2 separate regions of the Mus musculus genome follow, and region 1 is linked to region 2. Evidence: chromatin contacts called from public promoter capture Hi-C data. All regions are on one chromosome and are shown on one strand. Each heading gives the region's core, a stretch centred on a gene start, on an enhancer-like site or on the middle of the called end of the contact. The rest is flanking DNA. Distances are from core to core; before and after follow the strand shown. Region 1 holds the start of Dhx16 (DEAH (Asp-Glu-Ala-His) box polypeptide 16). Region 2 holds the start of Psmb8 (proteasome (prosome, macropain) subunit, beta type 8 (large multifunctional peptidase 7)).

Region 1 (4,880 bases), core at 2,003-4,502, 1.7 Mb before region 2:
GCAGCACGGACAAACTCGATGGTCTCGTCCTCCTCCAGCACCAGCTGGTACTTGGCCTCCTGCGCAGCAGCATCTCGGGCTCCAAACTTCAGGGATGCAGCACCCAGCTGGGCCTCCTCCCAGCGCCGCTGCTCCTCTCCCGGCGCACCCGATTCCTCCTCAACGATGTCCACAGTTCGAGCTGGCTGTGGAGAGAGACGGGAGCAGGGAAAACTTAAGAGTGGCCAGGGCTGCCCGGGTCCTCCCCACCACTGCTTTTACCAGCTATGAACAGGAGAGGGGAAAGACTAGCCATCGTGCCGCCTCTCCCACGAGCAGGCAGGGTTCCCTCACCTGCCCTCGGGTCTCCTTGGGCATGTGGTAGCGATTAGTGGCCTCCAGCTTCTCCTGCTCTCCGGCTGCCCGGTACTCCCGAGCCAGGTCCCGCACACGTCGCTTGTACTTGAGCTCCCTGCGCTCATGGCGACTCAGCTCCACGTCCCCAAACAGGACCTCCTCATCAGCCAGTTCCGCCTCCAGGTCCTCCAGTTTTTCTCGCTCCCGCTTCGCCAGGTATTCCCGACGAGACTTCTTACGGAGCTCAGGGACCTGGGTCAGGAAGGGACAGTCAAGTCCTCATCCTACCAGCACTGAAACCCTGCTCCCTGCACACTCAGAGTGTGCAAAACTCCAAAGAGGAGGATGTGGGGCCTTTTGGTGCTAGCTATTTTGTGTCTCATCAAGTCTCAGAGACACAATGACTTGATCTTACCAAGGCGAGAGGATTTGTAACTTTCTCCTTCTACAACCCAAGTCCACTCTTTTCCGGTTCCTGTCAGGCAGGCCCCTCTCCTCTAGAGCCTGACCACCCAGACACATCTCTGCACACTCCCTCTGTGACCCTTCCTGCTACGGCCGACCACTCCAGCCATCTTTGTCTTCAGACACTGCTTTTTGAACCCAGGGTCTCACCATGGCTTTCCGATCTTCCTCAGCCATCTTGAGGCGCTTCTGAGCCTCTTCATAGGCCTAGAAGAAATCATGTAAAGGGATGTGAGGCCAAAGGTACCATTGCTGTCAGGATGACTAATGTCCTTCGCTGCCCCTCCTCGGTGGAGAACCTCTGTCGATCTCAACCAGACAGGGAGAACCATAGCCAGTGAGCCCACGGGGAACCCTAGTGACAACTCTTGTCTTCCCAGAGACAACTCTGCAGCCAAATCCAGACTTGCCTGACTGACTCTCTTCAGCTCACCTTCTTATCTGACCGTTCCAGGACATTCCGGGTCCGGTCCTTGTCCCGTTGCCGAACCCGCTCTGCAAAGGCATCCCGTTCTTCCAAGTCCTGGAGACGCTCACGCTCCGTCCTTTCCCATTCATCCTCTGAGGCTGGCTTCTCCTCCGTGGGTGATTTACTCCCCCTGAACCCAGCAAACCCAGCCCAGTGTATCAAACGGGGGTACTGAGAAAGCTTAGCATCCCCACAGCCGACAGCCTGCTCCAATCCCTCTCCTTCCTTCTGACTTACCCTGCCTTCCTCTTCCCTGACTCGGAAACCTCTTCCTCCTCGTCCTCCTCGTCCTCCTGGTGTTTCTTCCTGAGGTGTTTCCGTCTCTTCCGCTTCTTCTGGAGGCTGCTCCCGTTACTACCCACTGCCTCCTCGCCGCTCTCGCTGTCTTCCAACAACTTATAAGAACGGTTTTTCTCTAGCAGGGCTCGGGCCTCTCGCTCAGCTGCCCGAGCTGGCTTTTCCACCACAGCCTTCCGTGGCACCTGCCGGTAGATATGACAGCTCCTGACCTCAGTACCCTCATTTGCCTACGAACCGGTTACTATATCTAAAGCCTGTCTCCATCTTTCTCTTCTTCGTGGTCTTGTTCTACGGTCATAGCTCAACAGGGCTCCGCAGCTTCTGAACGTCCTTCTAGGAATCCACTGAGCAAATGATTACTGAAAGCCATCCCGTGGTGGAGGCAAAGAACCAGCTCTCACAGGTTGTACGCTCACAGCCTCACACGGGCATATGCACGAACTAAAACTTCTTCCTAACTTTAATGACTTACTTTTATTTTTATGTGCACTGGTGTTCTGCCTGCAACGTGAGCTGTGTGTGAGGGTGCTGAATCTCATAGAACTGGAGTTACAGTTGTGAGTTGCCACGTGGGTTCTAGAAATTGAACCTGGTTCCTCTAGAGGAACAGCAAGTGGTCTTAATCCCTGAGCCATCTCTTCTTGCCCCACGATAGAATTTTTTTTTTAAAGTATTGGTTCTGAGCTTAAGTAGTTTATGTTCTAAAACCCATTTTCTTTTCATGATTTATTTTTCATTTATTTATGTGTATGGGGTACCTGGCAAAGGCCAGAAGCCCTCCGATCTCCTTGGAGCTGGAATTACAGATGGTTGTGTGCCACTAGGCCTGGTTGCTGAGAACTGAACTCAAGTCTTCCAGATGCACAAGGGGTCTTAACTGCTAAGCCATCCCTCCCCAGCCTCGATCCTATTTCCTAAATGCTAATTCTCCTAGCTCTGTTCTCAGTGACTCTTTCCCAGGGCTGGGGATTGAATCCAAGGCTTACTGTATGCTAGACAAACATTCTACCAACTGAGCTACATCCTTAGGCCTGGGGTATGTGCTGTAACTAACAATGGCTCTAGCTTAAACATGTATGTAGAGCCCCATCTCGAGTCTTCTCCACAGACCTGTATACACCCAACACCTAGCATGATATCTAGATAACAGAGGAAAAAAATTAAATGGTGGGCGGAACCAAGAATGAAAGGTCTCTCTGTCACCCCACTACCAGGGAGGCTCGCTGCAAGTTCTAAGCCAGCCTGTGTACTATATTGAAAGTTGCAGGCTATCACAGAATAGACAGCCACACTGCGTACGAGCCAATTCGGCTGTGAGTGGCCTGCCCCGGCGGCACACACCTTGCTCCAGAGCTTCAGGGCGAAGTCCCGCGCCGGCCCCCCGAGGTCCAGGGTGTCGGTGTCCCGCAGGCGCTGCACGAACTCCTCGGCGGAGGCGCAGCGCTGTGCGGTGCCGATCAGGAACTGCGCGACGTGCCGCTCGCTCAGCCCCAGCACCGAGTGCAGCTCCTCCTGCACCCACCGCTCCAGCCCCGCCGGCGTCGCCATGGCGACGCGTCCTGCTCCGGGCGCGCAACCGCGGAACGGCCAGGACTGCGGCGGGGACAGAGCCTGCGGTACTACCGCCTCGCTCCGGCTGCCGTAGAGACTCCAATTCCACAGACCGCGAAACCCGGAAAGAGTCGCGCTCTTCCGGCCAGGGATCGACGGTGGCTGGGCGGGTTCAAATCGCGCAGCCTCTTTCCCGACGCTAAGTGCAAGAGGCTTTCATGCACAGCCTCGTCCAAGCTCTCCGTCGCCCCCTAATGATCTGTGCGCGGGTGCAGTTCTCTATCAATACAAGCTGTCAGTGATGACTAACTAGTTCCCACAGCTGGGATAAATAAAAGACGTACAAATCAGGGTTAGGAAAACAAGATATATAACAAAGGGCTGGAGAGACGGCTCAGCGAAGTCGAGTTCGATTCGGTGCACCCACATCCCTCACCAACAACCACGTATATCTCCAGATCCAGGAGGATCTACCACCTCTGGTCTCTTCTGACACCTGCACTTGTGTGCACGTGCTCATACACAAACACACATACACCTAATTTTTTTAAAAATAAATTTTTTTTTTTTGGTTTTTCGAGACAGGGTTTCTCTGTCTTGGAACTCACTTTGTAGACCAGGCTGGCCTCGAACTCGGAAATCTGCCTGCCTCTGCCTCCCGAGTGCTGGGATTAAAGGCGTGCACCACCACGCCCGGCCTAACTTAAAATATTAAAAATTAAAACAACAAAAACTAAAGGTACATAATAAATACATTTAGGTGGGAGTTTGGGTATCATAAGATTTTAATATTTATTTATTTAATGTGCATGTGGGTTTGCCTGCATGAATTTATCTGCACAGTATGTGTGTGTGTGTGTGTGGTGTGTGTGTGTGTGTGTGTGTGTGTGCCCTTTTAGGTCAGAGATATTGTGTCTCTCTGAACTTGGAGTTACTGGTGGTTGGGACCTGCCTGATATAGGTGCTGGGAACCAAACACCAGTCTTCTGAGAGCAGCAAGTGCTCTTAACCACTGAATCATCTCTCCAGCCCCTCTATTGGGTGTGTGTGTGTGTGTGTGTGTGTGTGTGTGTGTGTGTGTGTAGGCATTTTACTTGCAAGTATGTATACCACTCAGAATCTGGAGGAGGGCATTGGATCTCCTGAAAATGTAGTTAGGGGTGTTTTTGAGACATCACGTGAGTGCTGGGAGTTAAACCTAAGTGTTCTTAATTGAGAAGCCAGCTCTCCAGTTCACCATTTAAAAAACAAAAACAAAAAACAAAAAAACACGGGACTCATGTACAATTAGCTGGCCTTGTATGTACTACATAGCTAAAGATAACTTTGAACTCTTATTTATTTATTTATTTACTTACGCACTTAATTACTTACATCCTCAAAGCTGCCCCCTCCTGGTCCCCCCTGAAAGAGTTTCTCCCCCTATTCCCCTTCTCCTCTGAGAGGGCACCTCCCCACCCCAGTATCCTCCCTACCCCCCACCCCCCACCCCCGCAACCTTGAACTCTTTTTGTTTGTTTGTTTTTTGTTTTGTTTTTTTGAGACAGGGTCTCTCTGTATAGCCCTGGCTGTCCTGGAACTCACTCTGTAGACCAGGCTGGCCTCGAATTCAGAAATCCTTCTGCCTCTGCCTCCCAAGCGCTGGGATTAAAGGTGAGCGACACCACCGCCCAGCAACCTTAGACTCTTGATCCTGTTGTTCCTACTTCCCAAGTGTGGGGATTATAGACATGTACTATCACACTTGACTGAAATGTGT
Region 2 (5,186 bases), core at 189-2,688:
ACCAGACATGGTGCCAAGCAGGTAAGGGTTAATCTCGATCACTTTGTTCATCCTTAAGGAGCCTGGAAGAGTTTTGAGATCAAAGAAATGAGCCCACAGCTCCCCACCCACCCCTCACCCCCCATCCCACCCCCACCCTCAGTGTGCTATAATGCCAGCTCTGTCTGAACTTCGGCCCAGGCCTTCTGCTCTACTGAGGGAACAGCTCCACGAGTCGGACCATTGGAGCACACATGGAGCACACATACTCACTAATGTAACTCCCTGCAGTGGCCCTGGAGTCCACAGCCACGATGACGCCATGCTGGAACTTGAAGGCGAGTGTGGTTGTGCCGTGGGCCATCTCAATTTGAACATTCCTTTCCTGGTCACCACCAAAGGACCTCAGGAATGCGGTGGGCTAAGAGATGCAAGAGGCAGAGGGGCACCTCAGTGCTAGGAGGCTCCTGGCAGGGTGGCAGAGTGAGGAGGGGTCTGCAGACTCTAGATGTCAGTAGCTCCGAAGAAAGAAAAGCAGGATTTAAGCCCACCAGCTTTCTGCTTTCCAGCACGTGGGAACAAAGGTCATGGTAGGCGACTTCAAGGTGTTTCCTAATCCGTGGCTCCTTTGGTTCTCGAAAGCACATTTTAATAACTTGCTCTCATTTTACAGTAGAGGGGCTTGAGACCTAGGCCATCTAATGTGTCGTAGGACACACAGGGTGGGTTGCTGAGACCAAGTAAGGCCACCAAAGTTCATAGGTCTTCCAAGACAACTGTACAGCCCCTGTAGTAGTTAGCAGTGAGTCTGTGGAAGGCATGGTGGTCTGTGCACTGTGTCTTGGGATTGGCACCAACCATCTTCTCAGTCTCGCTGTCTCAACTCCGTGCGTGACTCTCTCTCCTTCTGTCCCTCCCCCACCCCTTTCTCCCGCCTTCCCATGCCTTAATCTCCACGTTGGTTCTTCAGGGCTAGCCTCGATGCTGCTCTCCTGGACGGCCCCTCCTGGCGTCCTCACCTCCTCAGACCCAGGCAGACACTCCTTCCTCTGTGCCACCCACCACCACCCACCTCCTGCATCTCTCCAGAACGCCCTACAGTCCTCACCTGCATTCCCCGGGGAAGTGCGAGCTCCGGAGCTTGCGCGGAGAAACTGTAGTGTCCCGGGTCCGAGCGACCCCCGCTTCCCGCATCCAGGGCAGCCCACTCGGGCCGCTGCCCCCGAGCGGCACCGCACAGATCCAGTAACGCCATGACCACTTGGCCCCGAAGATCCGTCGACTCTGCGACAAGGAAGTGAAAGCGAAAGCCACAGTACCAAGGGGAGGGAACCAGTCCCCCACCCCCATCCCCTGCCCTTTCCGAGTAGAGCCCAGTTAATGGGTGTCTGAACTAAAACAATGTGTTGGGGACGAGTTTTCCTGCTGCCACATCAGTGAAACCAGCTAGAGAATGGGCTGTGGGGTGGAAGAAGAGGTGCGCCTTCGGAGGCCGCCTAGCAGTGGGGTGCGTGAAGACCCACAGGCGGGGGACGGGGGGGGGCATCTTCTGGGAACAGCGGAGGACTGAATAGGGTCCTATCTCCTAAAGAGGTTGTCTAGAACGTTGGAACCTGAGAGGAGTATTGAGCAGATCCACCTAGGCGTGCGTCCTGGGGATGGGGGCAGCACTCAAATAAATGAGCATCATTTTATAGAAACTGGAAAATGCGATAAATGGATGCACAGGGGTCTTTAGGTCCTGGGACAACCAGGAAAAAACGGAGAAAGACGAACCAAGGAGAGGACTCAGTCGGGCCTTTTCATGTGTCCCTCCTAGGGCCCCTCTTGGTTCAACAGTCTCACTACCCTGAGCCACCCACGAGGACGCGCCCTTGCCCGGGGCTGCTCACGTCGCGCAAGTCAGGGCTGCGCGCTCCTTCCTTGAATCCTCAACCCCACCTCTTCTTTGCAACCTTTATGGACATTATCTGCCCAGGAACTGCTGACGTCACACACCGGGCCCTCCCTGAATGGAAGAGATTTACTGGCTAATCCTATCCATTTCATTGAGATTATCCCGGCGTGTGCCGCTGAGGAGAAGATGAAAGAATCTGAACGGGCGGGCGAGGTTATCCAGTCTGATTTTCTGGGGTCCCCACCCGCGGCGCTACCGCGCTTCCTCCAGCCTCAGCGAGGAAGAGAAGGACTCCAAGATGCAGTTGCTGCTGCCTTGGGGTGCGGAGAGGGAGGGGCTGCCGCCCGGTCCAGCTCAGCACTAGGAGTCCGTGGGTGAGCAGTAAAGAGAAATGAGAGCCCCAGGAAATAAAAGCTGATGGACCCAGAAGTAAAACAGAATTCTGAAGAAGAACGGGACACTGTCCTGGGGGGGGGGGGGGGGCTGACTAACTCAGCTAGGACTTTGCGGGAGCTAAGAAACGGGAGAAGCCACAGTACAAAACACCAGTTTTATTACAAATATCAAACACCCATAGAACACCCAAATGCCAGCCTATGCCTTTGGTTAATTGCAAGCTGCTTGTCCTTTCTCTCTGTACACTTTGGGCGTTTCTTCTCATTCTATCACAACGCCACATAAACCAGGTTTGTGTGTGCATGCTGTGATACAAGCTCAGCACCGGGAGGGTGGAGACCGGAGATTTAGCAGCTCAGTGTTGGTGTGAGGTACCTGAAACCCCGTCTAATAGGGAGCGGGTCGGGGAAACACATTCGTGGTAAATTCCGGGTATCTCCTAGAGTTTACATTTTCTCATGTAACAAGCACCTCCGCTCCTCAACTGTCTCCGTGGGTGTGGTAATATCTTTGCTCCCAGGTTCTCTGTCACACAGAGTAGAGGACAGGAGGGGGACAGCACGCAGTGTGCAGTCCAGAGGCCTTGTCAGTCTGCAGGAGCCGCAAGAGCCTCTACCATGGCCCGGTAGCACCCTCCTCTCTTCATGAGCTGCAGGTGGGTGCCCTGCTCGCCGACAGAGCCTTCTCTGAGAAAGAGGATGTGGTGGGCCTGCTCTGCCAGGCTGAGCTGCTGGGTGATAAGAAGAACCGTCCGAGAAGCCCGCTTGGGGCTCTCATACAGGAGCCGCTGGACCTGGAGAAACACACAGACATTACAGTTCAGGGGACCCCTGTGCTTCCAGGGCTGGGACACATTGTCGATATCCCTGGTCTGCAGCACCCCTCCAAACCTATGACTTGTTAAGATGTCCTCACAAGAGGGGGGTACAGAGAGAGAGAGAGCGGAAGCATGATGGGGGAGGGGACTGAACAGTCTCTCATCTCTACCCATAAGCTGGGAAATTTGAAAAGGAAATTATTCTTCTCCCATATATTACATCCCGACTGCTGTTCCCCCCTCCTCTCCTCCCAGTCCCTCCTACTCAACCCCCTACCTCTCCTCGATTGCCCTTCAGAAAAAAGCAGGCCTCCCAAGGACACCAACTGTCTTGGGAGATGGCATACTAAGTGAAGTAAGACTAGGGTCTCCTCGTCCAGCCTTAATATGTGGAAATTTTTTTACGTTCCAAAAAACATATATTAATTTATGCTTTGAGAATTTCATATATGAATATAATGAAATATAACCATACCACCTCCCGTTTCCCTCCTCTTCCCCCCCCCACCCACCCCACATGTCACCTTTCCTATGTCATACAAATTTTTAATAACCCACTAATAAGCTGAGAAAACATTTTGTAATTTGTTTTTATTTTATGTTCATTGACGTTTTGCTTGTGTGCAGGTGTCAGAAACCCTGGAGCTGGAGCTGCAGATGGTTGTGAGCTGCCATGTGGGTGCTGAGAATTGAACCCAGGTCCTCTGGAAGAGCAGCTAATGCTCTTAAAACTAATGCTATTAACTGCTGAGCCACCCCTCAGCCCCTAAAATGAGAATTTTTTATAGTCAATCTAAAGAAATGTAATGCAGGGGCTGGAGAGTCAGCTCAGCAGTTAAGAGCACTGGCTGCTCTTCCAGCAGACCAGGGCTTGACTTCCAGTACCCACATAGTGGTTCACAACCATCCATAACGCCAGTTCCAGGGGATCCACACCTTCTTCTGACTTTCAGAGACACTGGGCACATACATACATTCAGGCTAAACACTCATACACATAAAATAAATTAATCTTAATTTAAAAAAAAAAAGAGTAAGAGTAACAAAGAGCACGAGTGTTTGGATGATTTGTGTCTGGACCCAGGCTCCACTGCTCAAAAGCTGTGTGACTTTTAGAAGGTTAATCAACCTCTCCTAGCCTCTATTTTGTCATCTACAGAATAAGCACAGCAAAAGACTCTGATGGACAAATTAGTACAAAGGGTGGGATAGAACGTCTACGACACAAAGCAAGCTTAGCCCATACAGATTGTTAGGACAGTAGCCCTGCTCACTGGTTCCCGTGTCCGGGAGAAAAGCTAATGGGACCAAGAGTTCCAAGGACAGGTTTGAACAGTTCTGTTGTTGGTATAACTAACACAGGAGGAGTGGCAGAAGCAAAGCTCCCATGGGAATGAGACTTCAGGGAGATGACACAGCAGGGTGACCCAGCCCTCCAGAGGTAGCAGCAGGAAGACTACCAAGGGTCTGAGACCAGCATTGTCTTCAAAGTGAGGTCCAGGCCAGCCAAGATCACATAGCAAGATGGCTCAAAAAGACAAAGGGTGAGAGCCAGAACCTTACCCGTAGCTGGTTGCCAGCATCCAGGGCACTGGTGGCATCATCCAAGATAAGCAGGAGTGGCTTCCGGATCAAGGCTCGGGCCAAGGCCACTGCCTGTCGCTGACCTCCTGACAGCTGGTTCCCAGTCTCACCTACCTCTGCAGAGACAAGAGTCCAGCTGAGATGTAGATAGTTGTGTACACATACACAGCACACATACACACTCATATACATACACAGCCACACACACATATATATACTCACATACATACACACATACATACACAGGCACACATATATATATTCACATACATACATACACACATACATACACACTCACATAACACAGACACATACATACACACATACATACACAGGCACACACATACGTACTCACATAGGCATATACACACACATAAACATACATTCACATAGGCACACATACCTACTCACACACTTACACACATATACACAGACACAGACACACAGACTCACTCAAATACACACACATACACACTCACATACACAGACACATACACACTCACACATACACAC

The links. Promoter capture Hi-C pulls out the DNA fragments that hold promoters and counts their contacts.
Region 1: a promoter capture Hi-C map of hippocampal neurons shows a contact between it and region 2, with 4 times the contacts expected there. The contact joins the promoter of Dhx16 here to the promoter of Psmb8 in region 2. A contact is called at or near these places in 1 of 39 promoter capture datasets (hippocampal neurons) and 1 of 9 other capture datasets (adipose tissue).

Annotation. Positions count from the first base shown.
Region 1 is chr17:35,878,150-35,883,029 of GRCm38.p6, reverse strand. It overlaps Dhx16 (DEAH (Asp-Glu-Ala-His) box polypeptide 16), which reads right to left and starts at 3,252. Exons shown (of 20, transcript NM_026987.2): 1 at 2,912-3,252; 2 at 1,508-1,752; 3 at 1,235-1,400; 4 at 952-1,008; 5 at 334-588; 6 at 1-185. The coding sequence starts at 3,118.
Region 2 is chr17:34,194,447-34,199,632 of GRCm38.p6, reverse strand. It overlaps Psmb8 (proteasome (prosome, macropain) subunit, beta type 8 (large multifunctional peptidase 7)), which reads right to left and starts at 1,438. Exons shown (of 6, transcript NM_010724.2): 1 at 1,088-1,438; 2 at 253-400; 3 at 1-62. The coding sequence starts at 1,234. Tap1 (transporter 1, ATP-binding cassette, sub-family B (MDR/TAP)) reads right to left here. Exons shown (of 11, transcript NM_013683.2): 10 at 4,653-4,789; 11 at 2,408-3,065. The coding sequence ends at 2,859.